Regions from separate parts of the Mus musculus genome. Here all the other regions are linked to region 1. A link is a contact called in public promoter capture Hi-C data. All regions are on one chromosome and are shown on one strand. The core of a region is the stretch at or near the end of the contact, and the rest is flanking DNA. Distances in the headings are between cores, read along the strand shown. Region 1 overlaps Ube2e2 (ubiquitin-conjugating enzyme E2E 2). Region 2 overlaps Thrb (thyroid hormone receptor beta). Region 3 overlaps Thrb (thyroid hormone receptor beta).

Region 1 (4,749 bases), core at 670-3,169:
TGCATACCATTCCCAGTTTTTATATGGGTGATGCTAATCTAAACTCAGCAACCAACACTGTTCTCACTAAGCCATCAGCCTCACTCCCCAGCCCCAGCCAAGAGATTCTCAATGCCAATTCTGTGTCATTGAGCATATATTCACAATCAAATAACCATAAATCAAATTATACGTTTATAATGTCCTACCCACATTTTCTATCAAGATATAAATATTTCAAAACACTACAAGTGCCAATTTTATAATATGCCATGACTTTAAAAAGGTTTCCACAATTAAAAAGCACATTTTTAAAAGACCACATCATATAAAAGGGGAGACAATCTATAAACCCTATGACCTTCAGTCCAGAAAATCAACTAAGTACAAGGAAGGAAATTCAAATGAAGTGCTAACAACGGCTGGCTACCTTTTGGCACTGGTTGACAGTTTCGCGGCTGTCTTGCTGGATATCTTCCCCTCCTTTTTCTTAGGCTGAACTTGTTCTCGATCAGGTTCCTGCTGAACGCTCTCCCGCTGATCTCCATCAGAACTTCCTCCACTAGTGCTTGGACTGTCATCAACTCTCTGCGCCTCAGTGGACATCTTAGATCCTGGATTAAAGAATGGCATGTCATTTATTCTGCTGTGGTAGGGACTACAACAAGGTATGTTCATAATGAAGAGAAACAGAGCCCATGAAACAAAAGAAGTATAATTAGGTATAAAAATGAGAATTGCCCATTTATAGAACAAATAACTCTGGGGTTTGCTAAAACCTCTCTTCTCTGCATTCATGGAAAATTTAGAAACAAATGTTGGTAGCAATTTTATTCACAAGGCAGAAAGTAAAAACAATTCAAATGTTCTCTAATTGACGGGTAAAGCATGGTGCATCCACATGACAATATACCTCAGGCACAGAAACAAATGAAGTCTGGCATCTGCAAGCTTCAGCAGAAAGATCTTGAATCTTTATGCTAAGTGAGCGAAGCCAGCCAGAAGGACCAGACTGTACAAGCTCATTTGTAAGGAATGTCTAGACAGGTACATGGTGGGAATGTAGAGACAGTACAGGAAAGTGTTTTCTAATGGGCAGAAAGTTTCTACTGAGTGATAATAATATTCTTAAATTAACTAGTGCTTATAGTAGAAAAGCCTCGGAGTTCTGCTTTGCTTTGTACTGCTGAGGACTCAACTCAGGATCTTGGCATGATAGGCAGGTGCTGCCATTGAGCTACCTGCAATCCCTAGGCTAAGTTATACCTTTTAAGATGGCAGCCTTGGGGCTGGAGGGGCATTTTGGACAGTGCACACTCAGCAAAGTTCAACCGCCAGCATTTACAAAAATGGAGGGGGTTACTTTTATAAGGTAAATTATATCTCAAAAGAACTGGCACAAGATAAACCAGAAGGGGTTGGAGAGAGAGTTCAGGGGTTATGAAAACTGGCTGCTCTTCCAGAGAGACTGGAATCAATTCCTAACACACACATGGTAACTCACAATGGGCTATAGCTCCAGTTCCAGGTGATATGACACCCTCTCTGGCCTCCCTCGGCACCCAGGCATATATATGGTGCACGACATACATGCAAACAAACATCGATACACAGAATATAAAATAAGTATTTTAAATAGGGGGGGGGGGGGAGAGAAAGGACTGAGAGCCTAATTTTTATAGGCACTGGGAGAAGCATTTTGGGCTCAGCTATGAGATGTCCAGACAGGTAAAGAGACCTGCAAAGTGTCCTGACAAGTCGGTGTAAAAAGGCACAGGGCTGAGAGAGAGTGGTACTGCCACGCTAATATCCAATCAATACATCCTTAGAGCTGAGCCAAGCTTAAAATCCTCTAAGCTGGGAAATTGTTTTAAGTAACCTTTGTGATAACAGAACAGAAACCATGTGATCCTAAATAAGAACTGAAGCTTAGGAGGGTGTGGGCTCTGATCCAGCTCGACTAGGCAACCATGTTGCACAACAGATAGAGAGTGTACCGAGACACTGAAGGATTCCTTTTTTCCCAGTCTGGAGGAAATCTCCCTAGAGGTTCAGAATTCACTTTGCTTTGAGTTCATGCTCCTGGAGCAGCTCTGATGACTAACTCAATTCCCGTAATACTTTGATACCTAGGTAGCCGTTATAACCTAGATAGTGACACAAAAATGCACTGAGAAATGGATAGCCCTTCTCCAATCTCATTGTATTATAATCAGCCCCAGGTTGGTCCTTACTATCACATCCTGTATGACCTAACAAGCTGACAGACCTAGAATGAAACTGACAAAAGTCATGTTCAGACTCTACAGGGCCTCAAGTCACCAGTAATCACTTTGAGTATCATATAGCTTCAGCTCAGACATGCTTTTGAAAAACGAGACTGCCTGTGACTAGAGTCATCACCACCACCAGCACTACCACCACCACCACCACCATCAAGGGTAAAACACACATACATGGGGAAGGGAAGAGATAAAGAGAAAGAGTTTTATCCAAAGTCCTCTTGAAAAGGATCCATTTTGGTTACTCTTAAATTAAGACTGAAATAAAACTGTTGTTGACATGGTCAAGAGCAAACTTCAGTACACACAAAAAACAGACACTTCAAATACAATTTATTATTATCATTACCTAGTTCAAAGGCATGACCCAGTACTTCTGATCAACATTCATCACCATCAGCTCATCCTAGAGTTTATTCAAAACCATGGTAGCTTTTCTAAATGCAGGCCTTTAACAGACTGAAAGTTTTCTATGAGAAGCTTATAAGACAAATATGCACAGCACAGTACTGGAAGAAGCAGGAAGCACAGCGATAAAGCATCAACAGACACTACATATGACATGACCATCCTCATCCCTAGTCCCTTTGTTCATGACATCCAGTAAGTCTGTCCAAATAGCTCTCACACACTCACAGGACATTGAGACTGCTCTCCCTCTCTCTTGTAAGTGGAGAGCATCATTCCCCACGGCTAAGACACCTTTTATGAGCAATAAAGTCACTTAACAGAATACCGAAATTTTATGTCTCTATGTTTCATGTCTAGCTCTAAAAGCCTGAGTATATTTCTTGGGTTTTCTTATTTGACTTTAACATTCTTATTATTGGATTTAATATTTGTATTCTTTCTCAGCTTGCTTCTTTGAGTTAAAATATATCTAAAGTTAAAAACCTTGTAAGTATGTGCTATATAGCATGCTAGCTAAGCAGGCTTATGTATAAGCAGGGAAACAGAAAGAAGCATTCTTAGGATTAGATGCTCTCAAGGTAGGGTACTGTGAGCAAACTTTTAAGAGATGTGAAATCAGTGAGAAATTGTTCTATGTATCCTAAACCTGAGGCAATCCATCACATGGCAAACACAAGAACTCTAGAAAAGTAGTTGCCTTACACTGCAAGCACAGCTGTGACTGCTGTGTGCTGCATCAGTCATGAAGTGCACACATTTCAATACTCTTTTGTGCACACCTAGTAATGTGTAAACTATATAATACTGAATAGACTATGCAATGATGTAATGGGCCATAATCTGAAACTGAAATTTCCTCAACTACTTCAGAATACCAGAAGATTAAACTACTAAACTACTATTAAAGGTCTGGGGGTATGGCTCAGTTCTAGAGCCCTTGCCAAGCGTATATGTGAAGGCCTGGGCTCAACCAGAACACTTCCCCAGAAAGCAATTAAATGGCTAAACAGAAGCATAATTTCTCTAGTTTTACAGTTTAAAAAATTATTTCTATTTTTGATCTAAGATACCTTATCCGATCCAAATCTTTACGTACAAATGACAAATCCTCCTGAGAACACTGATAAGCATTATAAAACCATTTAGACAAAGGCTCTGTATCTCCTATTCAAATGTCAAGACTTAAGAGACTTTCTGCTGAGTGTTTTCTGAATCCTTGATTACAGAAAAAAGGGGACAACATGATTGTGTACTCTGGCACAATTAACTCTTATGAGAGGAAATCCTCTGCAGGTCACTCAAATGAACTATGTATAAAATTGGTGCCTTGTCTCTCTAAAGTAAAAATGAGTAGGTCCCTGAATTAAAACTTCTACATATTAACTTCTCTGGCATTTTAAAATTAATTCCTAAAGAGCTAATTCCCTAACCTAGAAGGAAGCTAAATTCCAGGGATCTAAACACAAATACATCCTCCAATGACAGTTTCAAAGATCTTAAGACACCTAAAGTGATATTTTTACTTCAGATTCAAGTAACCCTTAGTTTCTAACTAAATATAAACATATTACATTTAGGTATTTAAACACACTCATTCTTTTTGAGCTTTATTGACTATGTGCTCTGTGATGTCATCAGGCTCTGGAAATTCCCAGCACATAGTGAGTGAAATTAGCGTGTTTCAGAAAAACTTACGGATCTAAACAAATCCCACCGATGAAACCAACAGTACTCAAGTCCACATTACTATTCAAATCATCAAATGTCATGATTTTTAAAAACTTAGAAAAGCAAGTATTCATTTGTGCAGCTGCAACAGGAAAATGTGAACTTGCATTGGCATACCAGTTTTTCTACTTGTGATTTCTGAACTTTTCCAAAACATAAAATACTTTATATTATACGCCAAACCTGTAGCGCTATCCAGCTTCCCAAGTGTCTGAAAAGATATTTATTTGGAAAATAAAAGTGGAGCACCTGATTGAGGGAAGTGCTGTGCCCTAGAGGAAAGAGCTCAAGGTATGACATATGAAAACACTCCATCTTCACCATCACCCACAAACAAGACTGCCAAGCG
Region 2 (4,749 bases), core at 1,084-3,583, 1.2 Mb before region 1:
TAGTATAAGCTCTCCAAGTGGATATGTCAGGTAGCTGGGATCTGAAGGTCTGAGTCATATCCCAGACCAGAGACAGAACAAACCAAAGCACAGTGGATCCATTTGCAATAAAAGAGTCAGTATTTAGAATCCCCCTCACCCCAGGTGGTGAAACAATGTAAGAGCCTACCTTTGTCAGAGGGGAGGTAGATGCAGTTATATATTGTTACCACACAGACCTTTGAACCATTCTCTGTTTACTACTTGAACGGCTACAACTAGTCTACATGTGGATGTCGGAGGCTGAGACCCGAGAGGAAGAAGCAAGGGCCAATCCTCTGTTGGTGCTTGAAGGCTGGCTGCAGTGCTGTGCTGGTTCCTAGGCAGAGGGGAGTGGGAACACCTCTCTTTCAAATGTCTGCTGCCTCTGTAGTGTTTCTCTTCTGTTGTCATGATAAAAACACCCTGACAGAAAGAGACATAAAGGGGGGGGGGGGTATTTGACTTACAATTCTAGGTCACAGTTCATTATTTTGGAGAAAATAAGGCAGGAACTCAAGACGCTAGTCAGATCACATCCACACTCAAAAGCAAATGGAAAAATAAATGTATCCCTGCTTACTGCCCATACTCTTCCAGAGTCCAGAGTCCCTGCCTAGTGCCTGTGCACAATGGGCTGGGTCTTTATTTCCAGGTCAATTACCAATCAAGACAATCCCCACAGAAATGGCCACAGACAAACCTGATTTCTAAACTGAGACTTTATTCCTAGTTGATTCTAGATTTCAACAAGTTTACATTGACAACTAACCATCACAAGTAGACATTTCTTATAGGTAAAGAGCAGAAATGATACCTGTAAGCTGCGTAGGCCACTGCCTGGAAGCTCATGCTGAGACCTTTTCCGCAGCAAGACTCCCCCTGCCATTCCTATCTCAGCTGCACACATCTCCAGCACCCTCCCAGCACCCTGCCTACCTCCACTGGGAGAGGACAATGGGAAGATAAGAAAGGCAGTAAGAGACTTAAGGACCAGGTTGAGGGTAGTGAGAACATACTGGATACAAACTCTGAGGGAGTCCCAAGTGAGTAAGTAATTAAGACAAATATTTCAATGCATTCTTTTAAAAACTGAAACCAAAGTACAAGAGATCCATGACAATGGAATACTTATTTTTAATGAAGTCAGAATTGGTCTTTGCCAATCTACCCTGACCTCAAGCTCAGTTACTTAGTGGAACACTGAGATCTGGCCCCCAAGTTACCTCATTTTTCTCAGAGTCAATACTTGTCATCAGCCCTACATAATTCAGGCATTTCTAGATGTTAAGTACTCCAGAATGTGACCTAATCCCAGGGTTCTGGGTACACTGAGCTTGGGGCTTGAGGGTTTGGTCAACCCACTTAAAACAAAGTTCCCAGCTTTCCCCACCTTCATAAACCTGGAACTGTTGTACAAGTACCAAATGAAGCTGGTATTTAAAAGTCTGTTTCAGATTCAGGTGCTGGAGTCTGACACCCCTTACCAACTCGCAGAGAGTTTCATATGCAGCAGGGACAGAGAGCCCAGCACAGCCATTCTGAGTGAGAGCTGATTGCTCTGCATGAGCCTGTAAGCTGCCAATGAGACTCTCTGGTCACGAGAGAGAAGACGAGCAGAGGTCTCCGTATCCCCAGAGCTGCCTTAAGGTTTTCACTTAGAAAGCTAAAGGTAGGTCAGGTGGCTCCTGGCTTTGGCTCCTTCACCCCAAAGTAAATTTTTTTCCAGTAGAAACTACAGGGAAGTTTAAACATTGTGAGCAGGTGGATACTGAACACTCAAGTGGCAGCTGTCTCTCCATCGGTCAGATTTGTCTTGAAGATATTCCTTAGGGTCATGGAATACCACATAATTTTTAATTATGCTATTTGGATATGTTTTAATTAAAGAAGAAAATTGTCCTAATCTTAAGAGTATTTTGACATGTTCATTTGCACTCCTGGATAACTGGCCTCTGGGAACGGAGTAACCTAGTTTGGTCCTAAGCTGCCGCCACCAGGCATGACTGCTGTTATTGTCACTTTAAGATTGCAACATTGGTTTGGTGACCTTCATACCAGTCCACTGTAGAAACCTTAATCTCTCTTCGAGGGGAGGGCGGGGGGGGAAGTATGCCTGACAAAGATTGTCCTGTTGTTTGTTTGGGTTTTTGTTTTTTGTTTTTTGTTTTTTGTTTTGTTTTTTAAAAAACAAAAAGCAAACAAATTAAAAAAAAAAACAAAACAAAACGGTTTTCCATTTACCTGCACTTCAGAACACCTGGTTTAATTTGTCCAGGAGGATAAAGTTCACTATTGCACAACTCAGAAACTTACTTTCGAGTTTTTAGAGAAAATGAACAGAAGTGTCATACAGTGTACGTGGTGCAAGCCCTTGTCAATACATAGGTTGGGTCATTTTAAAGAGGAAAGTAGGGCATTTTACACATAACCTAGAACGTGTACCTAAAGGTACAGAGGGGCGAGGGCATCATTGTTCACCAGAATTATCTCCCAGACTTTGCCACTCATATCTGAATGCAGGACCACATCAGGACAAATAAGCTTTAAGGAGGTTTGCTGGTGTAAATACAAGTTCTGTTGTAATCCAGCAGGCCTATTACCCGGCCTTCTACAGGAACTCAGTACTTTATCCTTACTTCCCTTGAATTAATACTAATAATTTCCAGCTTATGAATATGTATCTAGTATCAGAGCTGTGCTTATGTAGTGGACCTCTGAGTCTGGACATGTGTGGGTGTGTGTACACGTATGTGTATGTGGACCACAGAAGCAGATATCAGGGGTCTTCCTCAATCACTCCTCATCTTAGTTTTTGAGATGAGGGTTCTCACTGAAACTGAAACTCAGCAATGTGGCTAGGCTAACTATCTAGAAAGCCTTACGGATCCCCTAGTCTGTGCTTTCCCAGTTTTCCTGTTGTGGAAGGGAGTGTGTGTGTGTGTGTGTGTGTGTGTGTGTGTGTGTGTGTGTTGTTTAAAGAATTAAGGTAAATTTTTAAACGGAAAAATATTGAAATCAAATTATGTCATTCTACTTGAAGGGATCTAATTCCCTTTCCCTCATCATTATAATTCATTACTAAGATTAATATTTGTGCAGAAAAATCTTGCCAGTGTATTGTTTTGTTTGAGTTAAGCTTTCCCTACAGGCCAAGTGTTTAGCTAAAAGATAAAATCAATATTCTTTAGATTGAGTCCATTAATTTGAAATGCCTTTGCACGTCTTCCAAAAACCTTTTGCCCAGATATGATGTCTGTAGACAAATATCTGCATAAAAAACTGATACTGACTCGGTTTTTGAGAAAGTTAAATATCCCACTGCAAGTTGGGGTTGTGGGACTAAACAATGGTCTATTACCAAGCAGGAAAAGTAAGTTAGGTTCTTTCTCAATGAGTTTAAGTTTGGCCCTGCAATCTGTCCTTGGGGTGGTCTCCAGCTTGGGACACTTGCATGGTCCTAGAGCTTTGTTGTCAAAATGCCAATTTCTGACAAATGTCAGGTAGATCTTGCTGGGAATTTTTTGCGTGGTATACTGCATTTCTAAGCCCACTGCCCTGGTTTCAGAAATGGGCCCTGCATATGGGAAGCCACAAAAGTGGCTGAGAGCAGATTTAATGAATGAAGACTCATTGCATGCTTTGTTCTGTGCCAGCTCAAACAGCTTGCTTAGCAGTCATGGTGACATCTACATGATTTCCAGCTCCATTTTCTTCTTTCTTTGCTTTGGGGACCAATTATATAGCCACCTTCTTGTACTTCTGTGACCTTCTTTTACTTCCTAGCACTCAAATCAAGAACTAACTCTGCCCCTGCCTCTGTTCTGACCACCTACTCTCTGCCTTCCTCCATCTCTTTTACGGCTGTCTTTGGGGTTATCCTCAATGCTTATTCTCTGGAATCTGAGCTCACACCTCCCTCCACACCTGTGTGGTCCCTCCTGTCACCCATTTCACCTGGTACACACTGTCCTTTGTTGTCATCTGCTGGTCTGCCTTCTCCTCTCTCTCCAAAGCCAGCAAGCAGTTGTCCTTTCTTCTCAGAAACAAATTTTCTGGATTCCAAAACTTTCTGTCTCTTGACCATTTTAATGTGCATTTTTGCCATTCAGTCTGTGCTTCCTGCAAACCTTTAAAGACCAAAGTGTTTATTTTCCTGTGTACTTTGTAAATTCCTGGCAAATTCTTGGGGGTTGTGCCTCAGTTTTGGAAATGTTGTCTTGGACCTAGTCCTGTCAGGTGAGAGACAGACCAGCCATCTTAATGAAGAGCTGAACATTGAGATTGCCCTCTGTAGAGAGCACTGCCTGTTATCTTTGTACTTCACCTTTGCTCACTATTAGCAACAAGCTGTAAAAACGCCCTTATCATTGCCCAAGGAGAGCATTCCGTTACATCTGTTGTACATTGCATTCATTCCCACTGGCGGTGGACACCATTGATGTTATTACTATTATTATATTGGGTGCCATTATTGTCTTTCTCAGTTAAGCAGACTCCATTTTTTCAAAGAAAAGGGTTTTTCCAAGATTTTTCTTCAGGCCTGGGGACTGAACCTGGAGCTGCAAGTACACCATGTCAGCACTTTATCACCGAGCTCTGTCCCCAGGTCTTTTGAATTTCCTTATTTGTAGTAAGAGCTCCTAAGTTACTTAAGTTAGTCTTAAACTTGCTGTACCACCCAGATTGGCTTTAAACTGCCTATTCTTCTGCCTGGTCCCTGGAATGCTA
Region 3 (4,749 bases), core at 608-3,107, 1.0 Mb before region 1:
CCTGCTTAGAGCAGAGTACTCCACAGCCTCTTATTCTTTGCACGTTAACCAGTTATGGGTCTAGTTGCAAAAAGGAGTTTTTCTGATGAGGACTAAGAGATGCACTGATCTATGCATATGAAGATTAAAACTTAAGGGGTAGTTTATTTGGTATGCCACTTTACCAAAATAACAGTATTAGGTTTCTCTTTCTAGCCAGCCATGGTGGGCTAGCCCAGTTAATGGTGCCAGGCATGCAAGAGTTCTTCTGCCTTGTAGATCACACTTTAAATATAATTAGAAACACTTGGTTAGTTATTCTAATAACATGTATGCAGTTATTGCACTAGTGGCCATATCTCGCCAGGTCGGTCATTGCTGTAGCTTGCTTGAGTTCACAGCTGACTAAGACTGTTGATTACTTTATTAAGATCAACAGCTGATAAACAAGACTTGATGAAATTAAAAAAAAAGAGGTTTTACAGCAAAAGATACCACTATTCAAGTGAAGAGGCAGCCTACAAAATAGGGGTTGTAGGGGGACCCTCTACCAGTTATACATCTGTCAGAGGGTTAATGTCTAGAATATACAAAGAACTCAAAAATCTAAACACACACACACAAAAACCCCAAACCAATTTAAAAATAGAATATGCAACTAGATAGAGACTTGATAGATGAAATACAAATGGCTAAGAAATATTTTTTTAAATGCTGAACATCCTTAGCTGTCAATGAAATGCACATTGCAATTTTATCTTACCCCAGTCAGAATAGATAAAAGCAAGAAATCAAATGACAAAACAAACAAAAACCACTACAGTGCATGTAGGAAAGGGGACCACACTGACTTGCTGCAGATGAGAGTTACAGACTGATACAGCCAGGGGGAAATCTGGATGCAGATTCCGTACTAGAAATAGATCTACTGTATGATCCAGAGATCTTTCTAGATTTGGTTTTACAAGTGGGAGAGGAAGGCTATCAGAGGAGTCAGCTGCCTTACCAACTGAGTCTCCACAGGGCTTTTCCAGGTAGACTAGGGCAGCTAGAGCCTGGGGCTCTGTCGAGAGCATGTGCAAATGATACAGAGAGGCCATTCACATGTGCAGGGCTAGTCACGGCGGTGGGCTGCTCAACCCAAAGAATCTCTGTTTATCTACAGGCAGAAGGAATCTAGAATGCTCCTAACTGCTGTAAACCACAGAATTTAACTTCTTTGAGGATAATTTGCATGGTGTTCAGTTTCTTTCAAGCATCTTTTCTGGAAGTTGAGCACATTTTCTGTTAAACAGTAACCAGTGTGTGCTTTCCTATCTGTGGTAATGCAATAATTGCTATTTCATATCTAGGTTATTTTTTAAACCATATGATTTCCAGACCTACCAACCCAGTCTGTGCAAACAGCCCCAAGTAGGGCTGCCCATGCATAGCTCTCCTATGGAATTTAGTTTCATGAACGGCATTAGCATCCATCTTTCTAACTGGAGGATTAAGACACATACAATCTAGTAAAGAATATACTCATTTAAATCAAGTCAGGCCAAATAGTGTCTAGAGCCTTTTCTCTCAAGCACAACAGAGTCAGCCATGGGATAGCAGAATTGCTACAGTTTTATTCAACACTCACGTAGCAGTAGTCTCTATTTCCAGCTGTGTTGTGTGTGGCATGGTCACAGAGCAACTCATTAAGCCCCATGATGCTCCTAGAAATGGACAATAGATTCCTGCTCTATGGGTAGGGAAACCAAGACGAGGAGATTAAGCAATTGCTCCAGCCACAGGTTTGGCTCAATGTGTTGTTTACACTTCTTGAGAGGTTCTGTCCATGCTGACTCTTTCAACTTGTAAAATTCAAAGAAGCAAAGTTTACCCAGCACCTTATCTGTTGTGCAACTGCTAGGTGGGTAAATCAGCAACACCTTTGCCCTAGGAACTCTGAGCCTATCTGAGGAGACGGAGAGAGTAGTGGTTATAACACAACGTTAACACGAGCTCGGAAGCAACAGCTCTGCCTGTGCCAGTAGGATGAGGGTAGGAGAAGCATGGTCAGCCTTTCCAAATAAAAGGAGTGAGCAGGAATAAGAGTGTGGATGTGTATTCAAGCAAAGTACGTTTTAGAGTTGTCAGTGTGCCTGGTGGCAGAAGAATTGCATTGTGAAGGGCTGCAGGGGCCATGATCAGGTTGGGACAGAGTCATTTGGAGGCTGAAAAGTAGGACACTCCCTTGACCTAGTGGGAAGCAACTGAGGCTAGAGACACATAAGAGATATAAGAAACACCTTCAAGAAAGATTTGGCCTGGACATCAGCATCATAGTCTTCCCCCAAAAAAAGAAGGAGGAGGGAGGAAATTAACAAAGCTTGGTGACTGGAAACCAAGCATTTCAGAAAGCTTGAGAGGAAAATACAGAGTGAACTGTGTATAGCATGTGAGTGGGGGGTGTGGGGATTGAAAGAGAAAAATGGAGGAGGAAGGAATTAAGAGGAAGGGAAGAAGGAGGGAAAAAGGGGGCTGAGAGAAGAGGTCACAGATGGAAAAGAGGAGAGAGAGTGAAGCATGCTAGCACCTTTGGAAGATCCAAAGGCATTGTGTCATAGGAATGATGCCTTTGCCATCCTGGCTCTATGCACCCTCTGCTCAGCCTCTCTTGGTCAGCTCCAGTTTGGATCACTCACTAGCAGCCATGGTCATGACTCTGCTACAGCTGCAGAGATCTCCACTGGAGTAAACAAATCAGGGTGATGGGAGAGTTCCTTTTGGGGCGCTGCCTTGGCCTGCAGGCAGCTCGCAGATCTGGCACAACAGCAGAAACATACTAGCTCAAGACAGAAGTAAAGCAAATTAAAGCCATTGCCAGGCTTGCTTACAGGGAACAGGGGCCACTTCCAAAGCACTGCTTTTTCCCAGAATAAAATAGTATTTAAAAAGCCAAACACCTGACATTTACATTGACAATTATCAAGCCTCTATCTTGATGACCTTTAACCCAAGGACTCTTCCCAGCCATGAGGAACCTGAAGACTTGTTTCAAGCCAAATTATTATTTCCCTCGTGGCTGGCTAAAAGTAGCATAATTAGTGGAGAGAGCCATTTTACTCAGCAATTATGATTATAGCCATGCTGGGCCAGGAGGATAGTGAGCATTCTAATGGCTGTGGATAAGGTAGCACGTCAGGTGTTCGCTGCCCAGGAGCCTCCCGATGCTGGGAGTCCCATTTCAACAAGGGGTTGGGTTACGACACGCTTTGCTGGCTGCTTGCTGCAATACTGGCCTCCGGCAGCAGGCCAGAACGCTGAGAGGGAGCCCCTGGCCCTCCTGGAGAGAAGCATGGGCTATGAGCTAGCTGTCTGGGAGGAATAGCTTGTGGTCAGTCCTACCAGTCATGACAGCAGTCCAGTGTTGGCAAGCCAGGACAACTGAAATTCACTGCAAGAAAGTGTAACTGGGAGAGCACGGCTACACAAATACAGGACGTAACTGGCCTCCCAGAAGCTCACTGGGCTGGAAAGCCTCTATCCTGTGGAACCTGGAGGTTGGACTGAATGTAGAGATGTCTCAAAGTCATCTGAGCCCAGAGGACAGCAAGGTGAGCATCAATCTAGCCCTGTAATGCTCTCAATGCTGTTACAGTTAATGAGAGTCAAGCAATGTGTGTTCATCTGAAGGGCATGGACGGACATTAGTGGCCAGCCGCTTGGAGTTCTGGCATGCCCTTGATAAGGGTATGGTTCCACAAATGTACTGTCAATTCTCTATCTGAATCTTTAAAAAGACAGTATACATGTATGTATGTATGTATGTATGTGTGTATGTATTTATACACACACATATGTATATACATATATATCAAATTTCAAACCTTTCTATTGGCAGCTAGAAGAATCAGTTGTAATAAATGTATATAGTGTATAATGATGCATTTTCTAAACTTAAAAAATTTTGGAGAAGCATAAAAGGAAAATAAGGTATTTTCCTATTCTGAAATAAGATATTGAATTTGGTTGAGGATGGAAAACTATAATCATTCTTGGTAACGTATTTTCAGAGGTGTTCAGTAGTTACCAGATCTATGGGAAAGACTGGAATATTCCATAGAGGCTGGGGGTTTGGTGGTAATACATGTTTCAGTGAAAGGTTGCTGGAGTGAAGGAGTTTCACCTGAGCCACAGAGGCTTCGGGAGGGAGTGCACCTGTTTTCAGGTGTGGGCCACATTGACTTGAATTACCAAGGGAAAAGGTTGGCTCTTCTTTGGGGAAAAGGTAGCAGAGCAGACCCTTCTGATTTAAAATAAATAAATAAATAAAATGGAAACCTACTTTCTGGAAAATGCATTTCTTATAGATGCAAACTTGGCATGCAGGAACAGGGATTTTGTGGACTCCTGTGGAGTCTATGTGGCAAACAGGTGTGGTGGGAACTTCAGGGGCTTGGCAGAATTCTCCAGGAGTTTGCCTAGAGTTTCTGTGGAACTGGGTTTTTCCCAGAGTAGTCTGCTTGACCATCGCACATTGAAGTGCCATGTAAAGGACATACCTGGAGCTTCACAGTCAACAAAGCCTGCTTTGGATTTCATTGGGGCTGTTTTTAGGGTTCTGAGACATAACCTTGCATCTTGCTAAATCTCCCTGTCCTCAGCAATGCATCAACAAGGGAGGAGGAAGTACCTACCTGTAGGAGAATTAGCAGCAAACAGACTGTAATGCTCAGCTCAGTGCTAGGGCAGTCTATGATCAAACATCAACTTATTCTTAAAGGTGAAAGAAAA

What was found. Capture Hi-C pulls out chosen DNA fragments and counts their contacts.
Region 2: a promoter capture Hi-C map of liver shows a contact between it and region 1, with 2.9 times the contacts expected there. The contact joins two enhancer-like sites. A contact is called at or near these places in 1 of 39 promoter capture datasets (cranial neural crest) and 1 of 9 other capture datasets (liver).
Region 3: a promoter capture Hi-C map of liver shows a contact between it and region 1, with 3 times the contacts expected there. The contact joins two enhancer-like sites. A contact is called at or near these places in 1 of 115 datasets of contacts at active chromatin or transcription factors (stem cell-derived neural progenitor cells) and 1 of 9 other capture datasets (liver).

Annotation. Positions count from the first base shown.
Region 1 is chr14:18,887,857-18,892,605 of GRCm38.p6, forward strand. It overlaps Ube2e2 (ubiquitin-conjugating enzyme E2E 2), which reads right to left. Exons shown (of 6, transcript NM_144839.2): 2 at 410-593. The coding sequence starts at 585. Among named protein-coding and RNA genes, the nearest start is that of Ube2e2, 3.5 kb to the right of the region's middle. Within about 2 kb of position 1,920, at least 6 of the 459 cell types and tissues checked have an H3K27ac peak or open chromatin away from gene starts, as enhancers often do. A contact at or near this core is called in liver, where this site is marked.
Region 2 is chr14:17,696,083-17,700,831 of GRCm38.p6, forward strand. All of the region lies in intron 1 of Thrb (thyroid hormone receptor beta), which reads left to right. Among named protein-coding and RNA genes, the nearest start is that of Thrb, 37 kb to the left of the region's middle. Within about 2 kb of position 2,334, at least 14 of the 459 cell types and tissues checked have an H3K27ac peak or open chromatin away from gene starts, as enhancers often do. A contact at or near this core is called in liver, where this site is marked.
Region 3 is chr14:17,844,169-17,848,917 of GRCm38.p6, forward strand. The region is part of intron 2 of Thrb (thyroid hormone receptor beta); the gene reads left to right. Among named protein-coding and RNA genes, the nearest start is that of Thrb, 190 kb to the left of the region's middle. Within about 2 kb of position 1,858, at least 23 of the 459 cell types and tissues checked have an H3K27ac peak or open chromatin away from gene starts, as enhancers often do. A contact at or near this core is called in liver, where this site is marked.